Linked DNA regions of Rattus norvegicus: region 2 is linked to region 1. The links are chromatin contacts, called in public Hi-C maps. All regions are on one chromosome and are shown on one strand. The core of a region is the stretch at or near the end of the contact, and the rest is flanking DNA. Distances in the headings are between cores, read along the strand shown.

Region 1 (4,819 bases), core at 723-3,222:
CGCATAATGGTTCTTTCTTCCATTTGAGGGGAGGATGATTTTCAGTCCAATCTTTGTCTCCTGCATGATTCCCACAGTGAGCTCTTACACTGTCATTCATGTGTGTCTCTCTCTGTGTGTGTTTCCCTCCTCTTTCCTCCTTTCAACCCTTTACATGTATCTCCCCACAACTCTCTCTCTTTCTCCCTCTCTCAAATTCATGGTCTATCCATAAATACACAAATACAACATGCTTAGTACATTTAATGTTACCCATATGTACAACCAGCCCTGAGATCATACACATCTTCTGACTTGTTCCCCAGACAGAAGGAGAATTCACCAGATAGCTACTGTTCATCCCAGTTATTTCTTGCTTCCACCTAGTGGTTAAAAGTTGCAAAAGCAAGTGTACCAAAAAACAAAAGGGTGTAGGTTCATCTATCCTCTGGTCTAGGGCCCAGATTCAGGTTCCTGTGCCTCTGGGTTTTTCTTTTTTTCTGTGCACCTTTCCCCTCCCACCCCCTGCCTTTTTGACTTCCACTAAGTTCCCCCAATGAGAAAAACTCCCCAGATGAGGTGTTCTTTCCTGGAACTGAAACCCAGCCTAATCCCGGATGCTTCCCTGTGGCTGAGCTCATGAAGCAAATCAGGCGTGCTTTTCAGCAGATATTTTTTTTAAAAGTCCTAACTGCCTCTGAGGACGCTGCTCCCTTCTCTATGGGAACAGGCATCAAAGAGACAGGAGTAAAGTGCTTTGCACGCACATCAGGAACTAATTGCCAATTTGGCAAATGCATTGACTAATGTCACGCACTGTTATTTCTAAATCCTCTCCTGTCCTTGACCCCCAGTATCTAGATGTAAACTTGGAACCATTAGTGAAGAAGGATAAAGTCTTCTGGTGCCTCAAATGGAATTGAGAGGGATTTAAACTCAGCGCTTTTGAGCGTGGTGAAATGAACTCAGCAGTACCTTAATGCTAGGATTTGAGCTCACACAGCACGAGAGCTTTCAAAAACCGTGTTTAAGGAAGCAAACAGAGCCTGACAGACCCTTTCAGGGGGAGCAAACAGAATTGGATGGAACAATCAGTGACACATTAAAAACCACAACTGTGCTATGATCATGTGGGCAGAAGAAAAAGTTCCTCTTTATCACAAGATCTTTGCATCTAATGAGACCGTGCCTGGACAGCCTCCAGAGGAGCAGGCCTCCGTTTACTTTAACAGAGACACGTCTAAATATTTAGCGGATTCCCTGAAAAGCCCTATGTGATTTTGTAGCAAACAGGTCTCCAAGGTAAGACCTTTGTCATCTGTTGCCATTGAAAATCTAGACAAAAGGGGACTTGGGGAAAAAAAATTGTGATCAAAAGCACAAATGCTTACATTTCTTCTTCTCTCAGAATGAACTATATTTTAATGCTCTTCAAGTGTTTCGGACCAGCACCACGCCAGTTGTTACATTGTCTTAACTGAGTCTGTTTCTCTTCTCTGGTAGGCTTTATTCGGTCTGGATAGGGAAACTCACACTGTGTGGGTGGGCACAGTCTAGCTGGCCTCAGAACGCCTGGGGTTCGAATGACTCAGTGCATTTTCTTGTGAATGGAGGGAGGAGGTATGAAGGCTGGGGGAACTTTTTAAAAACATCTACAGCGCCTGCTGCTCAAATTCACGCTACTGTCTCTGGGTTAGTAGAGCTTAGCCAAGGTGAACATGTGGTTTGTCCTAAGCCTCTGGATCTCGTGTGCCACAAAACTGCTACATCCCAGATAGCCAGTCAGTTGGGGCTTTAACCTCTTCAGACATCGGGGTAGAAGAGCCCCCTTTAGGACTCTGTTATTGCTTGGGGTGGGGGGGCATCAAAATCTTCCCCCTCCCCCACTACAGGAGGCCAGAAGCCTCAGTGCCCGTCAGCTTGATTAATGTGTCTTGGCTAATTGTGTGAAAGATAGCAGCCCTTTAGCGAGTGTGACCAGTGTATTGTTCAGCCAATCACAGGCACCTCAGTTAGCATGTGAAAGGGGGTGCCTTGCAGGAGGAGGCTAGTGAGTTCTGGCGGCTGAGTCAAAGGATGAGAGTTTTGGGGCGGGGGCGAGGAACAACACCCACTCCTTTGAGGGGAAGTTACTGGGCTCTGCTAACCCTGTAAACCTCCTAGTCAAAGACCCTTTTCTCCTCCCTCTTTTTTCAAGATCTTTTTTTTTTTCCCCATGGCACAAGCAGGCAAGGCCCCGGCTACTGTGCAGATGGAGTTCACGTCTTAGGGTTTTTAATATTTCACTTTTATATTTCTGTTAGAGGATGATCCTGCTGAGAGTCTGGGAATCCAGGCTCGTCAGAACCCCGCACTGACACTTGGATATACCGCTCTGAAAGCCATCCCGGGAGGGAAGATTAAACAACAACAACAAAAGAGCCTACTTTTCAAAGCCTACTTCTCAATCTGCCCACATCAAAATAAGACAACTGGCCCTTTGAAGTGGAGGACAGACAGTTCTCAGCCAGCTTGCTTAACTTGGGGAGTGGGGAAGGAGGAAGGAAGGAAGGAAAGAGGGAGGGAAGGAAGGAAGGAAGGAGAAAACATGACACACTCCTCTCTCCTTCCAGATTTAATCAGGTACAAGTAGCTACAACCAGCCACAGCCTACAGCCCAACTCACTAGAACTGGGAGAAAGCTGGTTCTTCCTGGAGTCGGCACTGGGAGAATCAGTCTGGTTCCTCAAGACCGATCCAGGTGAGGCCTAGCAATGGCAGCAAATGGACTGTTCGCCCAAGGGCAAAGCAATCAAACACCTTCGATGGTGCTGGGTGGAGAGTGTGTTAGGACTTTAGCTCGGTAGTACAGAGCACACGGATTCTAAATGACCAAACGACTGGAATGAACATTCTTAAAAACAAAACAAAATGTGACTGGCCAAGGAATACACTAAAAACAGTCGCCAGTAATCCTCAGAGAAATGAGCATCAGAACCAGGAGGCTGAATCAAATGCCAGTTAAAACAGACACTATCCAAAGACAAAAAGTAAGCTGGGCCTGGTGACACATGCCACTTGGGTGGCTGAGGGAGATGGGTCACTGTGAAGTATGAGGCCAGCATGGGCTATGACGTGAATTCCAGGCCAGTCTGAGCTATAGAACAAGATTCTGTTATGTAATGCCAGACACAAATGGTGGTGGTGGTGGTGGTGATGGTGGTAGTGGTAATGATGGTAGTGGTGGTGGTGGTGGTAATGGTGGTGGTGATGATGATGGTGGTGGTGATGGTGTTGGTGTTGGTGATGGTGTTGGTGTTGGTGGTGGTGGTGGTGGTGATGGTGTTGTTGTTGTTGGTGGTGATGGTGGTGGTGGTGGTGATGGTGTTGGTGATGGTGGTGGTGGTGGTGTTGGTGGTGGTGATGGTGGTGGTGGTGATGGTGGTGGTGGTGGTGATGGTGTTGGTGGTGGTGGTGATGGTGGTGGTGGTGATGGTGGTGATGGTGGTGGTGGTGGTGGTGGTGGTGATGGTGGTGGTGTTGGTGGTGGTGGTGGTGATGGTGGTGGTGGTGGTGATGGTGGTGGTGGTGGTGATGGTGGTGGTGTTGGTGATGGTGTTGGTGTTGGTGGTGGTGATGGTGGTGGTGGTGATGGTGTTGGTGGTGGTGGTGGTGGTGGTGGTGGTGGTGTTGGTGATGGTGGTGTTGGTGGTGATGGTGGTGTTGGTGGTGATGGTGGTGATGATGGTGGTGTTGGTGGTGGTGATGGTGGTGGTGATGGTGGTGGTGGTGGTGGTGGTGTTGGTGTTGGTGGTGGTGATGGTGGTGGTGGTGATGGTGGTGGTGGTGGTGATGGTGGTGGTGGTGGTGGTGTTGGTGGTGGTGGTAGTGATGATGATGGTGAATACTAGTAAGGTTATGGAAAAAGTGAAACTCTCACTATTCTCACTACTGCTAGGAATGTACACGAGTACACCTACTATGGAAAGCAGTACAAATCTTTATTTAAAGGAAAACCAGGAACAAAACCCCTAGGATCCTGCAATCTCACTACTGGGCAAGTATCCAGGGGGCTGGAGCCAGTGTGTCGTGTGCACGGCTGTACTTGTTGTTCACTGTAGCACTGCTTGTGCTTGCCAAGGCCTAATGGACATGGAAGGCATCGCTCGACATAAAAACGGAAGCAGGAAATTGCTATATGCGTAACAGAATACTATGTGTTCATAAAAATAATGGGACTTTTGTCATTTCTAGTAACATGGATGAACTGGAAGACACTGTTAACTGAACTAAATTGAGCACAGGGGGAGAAATCTCATATACTCTCACTTCTTTGCAGAAAGTAAATGTTGACGTCAGGGGAAGAAAAGAGTAAGGCAGTAAGTAGTTAACCAGAGGCTGGGAAGGGGAGGGTGGGGAAGGGGAGGGTGGGGAAGGGGAGGGTGGGGAAGGGGAGGGTGGAGAAGGGGAGGGTGGAGAAGGGGAGGGTGGGGAAGGGGAGGGTGGGGAAGGGGAGGGTGGTGAAGGGGAGGGTGGAGAAGGGGAGGTGGAGAAGGGGAGGGTGGAGAAGGGGAGGTGGAGAAGGGGAGGGTGGGGAAGGGGAGGGTGGAGAAGGGGAGGTGGAGAAGGGGTGGCTGACAGGATTAGGGGTACGTTAGATAGGAACGGTAACTCATAATGTTCCAACTCTCTCTTCCTCTTCAGTGTCTCTTAAATTACTTCAGTTCAAGTCTGTGGAAACAGCAGTAGCTCAGGAATGGGGGTGGATGGGCCTGCCTCAAGAGAGACTTGCTTTTTCATAAGACTTGCATAAGACAGGAATCTTGATGAACTCTTTAAAATATGGTCCTTTTGACTGAGT
Region 2 (5,056 bases), core at 812-3,311, 110 kb before region 1:
CCTGCATCACCCACTACAACACCCGAGTCTGGACCCCTGCGATTATTAGAAGCTGCTTTCCAGGCTCCTAAGTCCTCCCGCTCACATTTAACAAAGGACTGCAACTTAAATGCTCAGCCCTCCTACCGTGAAGAGACAGCTATCTCTGGAGACTAAGTCACAGACTAAAGAGGGTACTCAATGGAGATGGTGACAACCAGATAGAGGTAAGCTGACCCTACGTCAATAACAGGACAAAGATTCTATATTGGTAATAAGGTATCCTCAGCCTACTTCCACCTATTAAGGACACATGCTGCCCCCAGAGAATGCTTGGTGGGCTTGTACCTCAGAGCTTACCCCATGCATTTATGACCTGGTTGTAAATACACCTAAATATTTTTGTGTTCTAGTACAGCTTGCACCTAGAATAGCCTATTATTCTGGGTAGGATGTCATCAACCAGCTAGAACCTCCAAACAGTTGAGTAAAGGGTGGCCATTTCCACTGTGGTGCTAGGTCCTTTCCTTGGCATAGGGCTGACTGGAGCTGCTAGTGTGGGGACCTCAGCCCTAATACTCCAAGATAAAAATTATAAGGCCCTGTGGATGGTGATAGATGCAGATATATATTCCTATATAAGTCCTATGTAGTCCATCATGGCCCTGCTGGATTCCCTAGCCTCTCTGGCAGAAGTAGTCTTCTAGAACTGAAGAGGCCTAGACTTGCTGTTCCTCCATCAGGGACTGGAGCAGTGAACCAAGTGAACCTGGAAGCCACTGGTTCCAGCTGGCTTTGGTGGCTGTTAATTGTCAGCACCCTGGTTAAACTCTGTGTGTTAAACTCACCAAGAGCTAAGAAAGGCTCCATGGCACTCTAACCCCCTGTGATCACGAGGACATGTAGACACAGACTCAAGAGGCTTACACCTTAAGATAGTGGATGGAGGGAAACTGGTTTTTGTAACGCCCTTCCATCCCTCAAGGCCTTACTTGAGCCCGACATCTCCAAATTACCTCTCTGTCCTTCTGTCCCATCCCTCTGCCCATTCCGCATCTGCTGTGACATGCTGGCCTTTGAAGTGCTCCTCGAATGCACTGAGGATGACTCTAGGCTCTGGGCGTGTGCGCTGACTCTTCCTTTTGTCGGAAACGCGTCACCATAATCTGTAGCCAGCGCATCCTTATCTCCTTTGAGTCTATTCCAACAGCACATTGTCACTCTTTAAAGCTCCAGTCCTCTCGGCTCCTCTCCCTGAGTAGAGGGAACTTTGTTTTGTCTACCTGCCAGAGGAAGATCCTCAAAGCGTGTTTCTTTAAGGCATAAAACTTCTTGGATATGCAGCAGAGGGGGACTCATTATTGATGGGCAGGTTTTGTGAAATGAGGTCATAGCCAAGCTTACTTAACTAAGGCTAGGAGCAGGGCTTGAACAGGGCCGAGAAAATATCGACTTTCAGATACTCCTTAGCCTGCGACTTTAGGAAACCTTTACCAAAACCCAATTTTCTCACATGTAAAATGAGAATCAGATCATTTCTCCTCACAGAAACTTTTCAGATTGACAGGTCTGGAGATTGGAGAGATGGCTAAGCAGTTAAGGGCACCTACTGTTCTAGTAGAGGACCCAAGTTCAGTTCTCAGAGCTCACAACTGCCTGCAACTCCAGTTCCTTTGGGGGATCAGACACAGGCTTGTGTGTGCACACACAGACACACACACACACACATTCACACAATTAAAATAATAAACTCTTAAAATGAGATTCAATAGAAACAAACATGGAAGGTCATGTAAGTTCAGGGCTCTCCTCAGAGGGCGTTTCTTCAGCTAAACCTTCCCTGGTTGCTAAAAGTAGTCCCTTAGACAGTTTTGGATTGAACAAAAAGAGTTGACTTCAGTGAACTCAGGGGTCAGGCAACACAAAGAACAAGAAAGGAGGACATAGCGAAAGGCAAGAAGGGGCTGGGAAGGAAGGAGAAGGGATGGCGGTGTATCTGTGGTCTTGGGAATGAAGCAGCTTTGATCCAAATACTCCCTGCCCCAAGTGCTGCAGAAGTCCCTCCCACACAACAAGGCTCAGTGGTGTGTGGAGGCCTCCTGTGGCCAGAACCTCACAGTGATGCACTGTGTCCATCACTGCGGCCTCTGTGGAGCACGGAGAAGCCACAGCAACGAAGCAATGGGGAGCTGGCTTCCAAGTGTCAGAGCACAGCAGAGGTGGGTAGGAGGCTCCAAAGCCCAGGCTCTTAAGGTTCATCCAGACAGCACAGGCCGTGTTTGGAAGTCGGCAAAGCAGCCAGATGCAGCACAGTTAGGCACCCAGAACAGTTGTTCAGCTGGTCGGTTAGCTGACTTCTGTTGGCTGACAGTGACTGATGTGTCCCACTTAGTGACTGGCCCCATTACCTGTGGAAGTTCTGTATGCAGATTGGATTTAGGGAACTTTCACTGTTTATACAAATGTGTGACTTAGAGTAGGCAAGGTTCTTTCACCTAAGAAACACCTAAAACAGAAGGAAACTGACTCACCCTCCAGTAATGGCTAAAAATAAAGAAAATCTCAACGCAAAAAAAAAAAAAATTAAAAAATGCGTTTAATGAATGAGTGTTCCACAGAAAACTCCTCATGCACACGTAGGGTAAAGTCTGAAAGTCCATCAGGGTTCGTCCTCTGGGCACCTCCAGGCCATCCCGCAGCCTGAAAGCCGTGCAGCCTCCTCCAACATCCTTCGGAATCAGGGTCAGGAGATCAGAATCTGATCTAGGAGCTAAGAGGGACTTTGGCCACTTTTAGAGTGTGAAAACCCAAAAAGATTGTATTTTATGACAACTAAAAATGATAGGAATTCAGATTTCAGCATCCACAAATCAGATTTCACCGGAACACAGCCACACTCATTTATTTTCCTGTTGCTTACGACTGGCTGTGCTACAAAGGGAAGAACTGGATAGTTACAATGCAGACTGCATAGCCTGAAATATTCCCAGTGTTAGTCAGCTTGTGCATTTTCCTTTTGGCTGGCAGTGTTGGAGGTTCCAGTCCCTTGTCAGTTGGCCTGTCACTTTTGGGACTGCAGTGAGGTCGTACAAGACAGTGGGGAGGAGGAGAGGAGGAATCTCTCTTTTTTTTTTTTTTTTTTTTTGGTTCTTTTTTTTCAGAGCTGGGGACCGAACCCAGAGGAATCTCTTAAATCATAGTCGCCTAGAAGCAAAGACAAGTGAAAGGGGGTGCTTGGATCCCACTGGTTCCTTCACATCCCTCCCCCTTGGACTTAAAACTTCTCACTAGGCCCTACCTTGTAGAGGCTTCCACCGCCTCCCAATAGTGTCAACCTGAAGACCACACATTTAACATAGGCATTTGGAAAGGCCAAAGTATTGCATTTACAACATGGTTATGTTTTTATACTGTCTGGAACTGTACAGGAATGCCTTTCCAGAAAATAAATTTTGATTCCTCAATATGGACATTTTAAAAGTACCCTCAGGTCACTATCTGAACCCCGAAGACCTTTATTGATTGATATGTGAGTTCGAGGTCAGAAGTCTTCTTGGATGGGCCCCAACCAAACTTTCTGTTCTAGTACAGCTTGTACCTAGAATGGCTTATTACTCTGGGGAGAATGTCATCAACCAGCTAGAACTTCCAAACAGTTGAGTAAAAAGGGTGGCCATTTCCACTGTCTTTGGGAGGGTAGGACAATCCCACCTTTTTCCTTTATACTCTCGACTCTTAGGCCCACGAATGATTAGGTGCATGATGGGTGAACAATAATTTGTGCATGATTTGTGCATGATTTGTGCATGATTGGTGCACAGATGGAGAGCGTTCTAAGTTGTCTCTTCCTAGTTGAAGAGATAAAGATGGGATAGGGATTTAGCTCAGTGGTAAAGGGCATGTACCAGTCCCTGGGGTTGGTCCAATTCTAGGACTGCAAGAGATAAGCAAGCTCACATATGTAGCTTGAAGAAAGGCTTGATTAGGTCTAAGCAGGAGGTTTAAAGAGTCCTGAGGTTATTGAGAAAAGCCCGGTGAAGTCCATCCACAGGGTTTGGGATTGTAGGGACCTGTAGGGCTTGTGTAGTGGATTTAGGACTCTGCATGGGTGAGTCTCTGAGTGGGCAATGAACAAGGGAAAAAGCACTTTCCAAAGAGAGGGCAATCACAACTCTTTAGTGGATGGCAGTTGCAGGCCCTGCCAATGGCTTGCTTATTCACTTTCTTTCCATTGTGCTTAGCAGAAAGCAACATCCCTGCGATGGTTGAAAAGATGGTGGCTTCAGAACGAAGTGCTGCTCGCCAGATTTACCATGAAAACAGCTCCCAAACACCTTTGTCTTAGGGCAGGATTCTCTCTTGCTTTCCAGTAACTTGCCCGGACAATTTCACCAATCCTCACAATGTCCCTCAGCATCCTGAGAAGTGTTCCAAAGACCACGAGGAGACCCACCCACTTCTAGGCAGGGCTCTACACAGGGTGAGAGAGCCCTTGCCATTCCATCACCCAAAGATGGTCGTCTGCGTTATATTAGCCACTTGTCTCATTGCTGCAGGGGAATACTCAATGGAAGCAACTGGAGGGAGGGAGGGAGGGAGGGAAGGAAAGAAGGGAGGGAGGAAGGGAGGGAGGGAGGAAGGGAGGGAGGGAGGGAGGGTTTACTATAGTTTACAGAGCTGTTGTGTAGTCCACCGTGTGGGCGAGGTGTGGTGGCAGGAGCTTGAGGCAGCTGCACTCAGGAAAGAAAGCTGAGAATATTTGTGCTTTACTCAGTTTGCTCCTTTTAATTCAGTCTACGGGTGTTGCCTGCATCTAAGGTGGGTCTGCTCAACTTAGTTAACCTACTCTAGACAATTCCTCAAGTTCATCACCAGAGCCCAGGCCAGTCTAGATCTTGTCTGTCAAATTGTCACTATAACCAGCATATATTTACATGCCGACTAAAACATCACCCTTGACATCTGTGAATTCAACTTTAACCAACTGAAGTGTCTTTTAAAAAAAAAAATAGTATTTATTTTATGTGTGTGAGTGCTTTACCTGCATGTACACCTGTGTGCCAGGAGAGAGCATCAG

The links. A called contact is a pair of places that touch in the nucleus more often than the background predicts.
Region 2: a Hi-C map of the A7r5 cell line shows a contact between it and region 1, with 2.2 times the contacts expected there. The contact joins two enhancer-like sites. A contact is called at or near these places in 3 of 12 Hi-C or Micro-C datasets (the A7r5 cell line, liver and mammary epithelial cells).

What each region holds. Positions count from the first base shown.
Region 1 is chr9:68,260,749-68,265,567 of GRCr8, reverse strand. The region is part of intron 10 of Cdk15 (cyclin-dependent kinase 15); the gene reads right to left. Among named protein-coding and RNA genes, the nearest start is that of Cdk15, 57 kb to the right of the region's middle. Within about 2 kb of position 1,972, at least 12 of the 93 cell types and tissues checked have an H3K27ac peak or open chromatin away from gene starts, as enhancers often do. A contact at or near this core is called in the A7r5 cell line, where this site is marked.
Region 2 is chr9:68,367,781-68,372,836 of GRCr8, reverse strand. No RefSeq gene overlaps it. Among named protein-coding and RNA genes, the nearest start is that of Fzd7, 55 kb to the left of the region's middle. Within about 2 kb of position 2,061, at least 5 of the 93 cell types and tissues checked have an H3K27ac peak or open chromatin away from gene starts, as enhancers often do. A contact at or near this core is called in the A7r5 cell line, where this site is marked.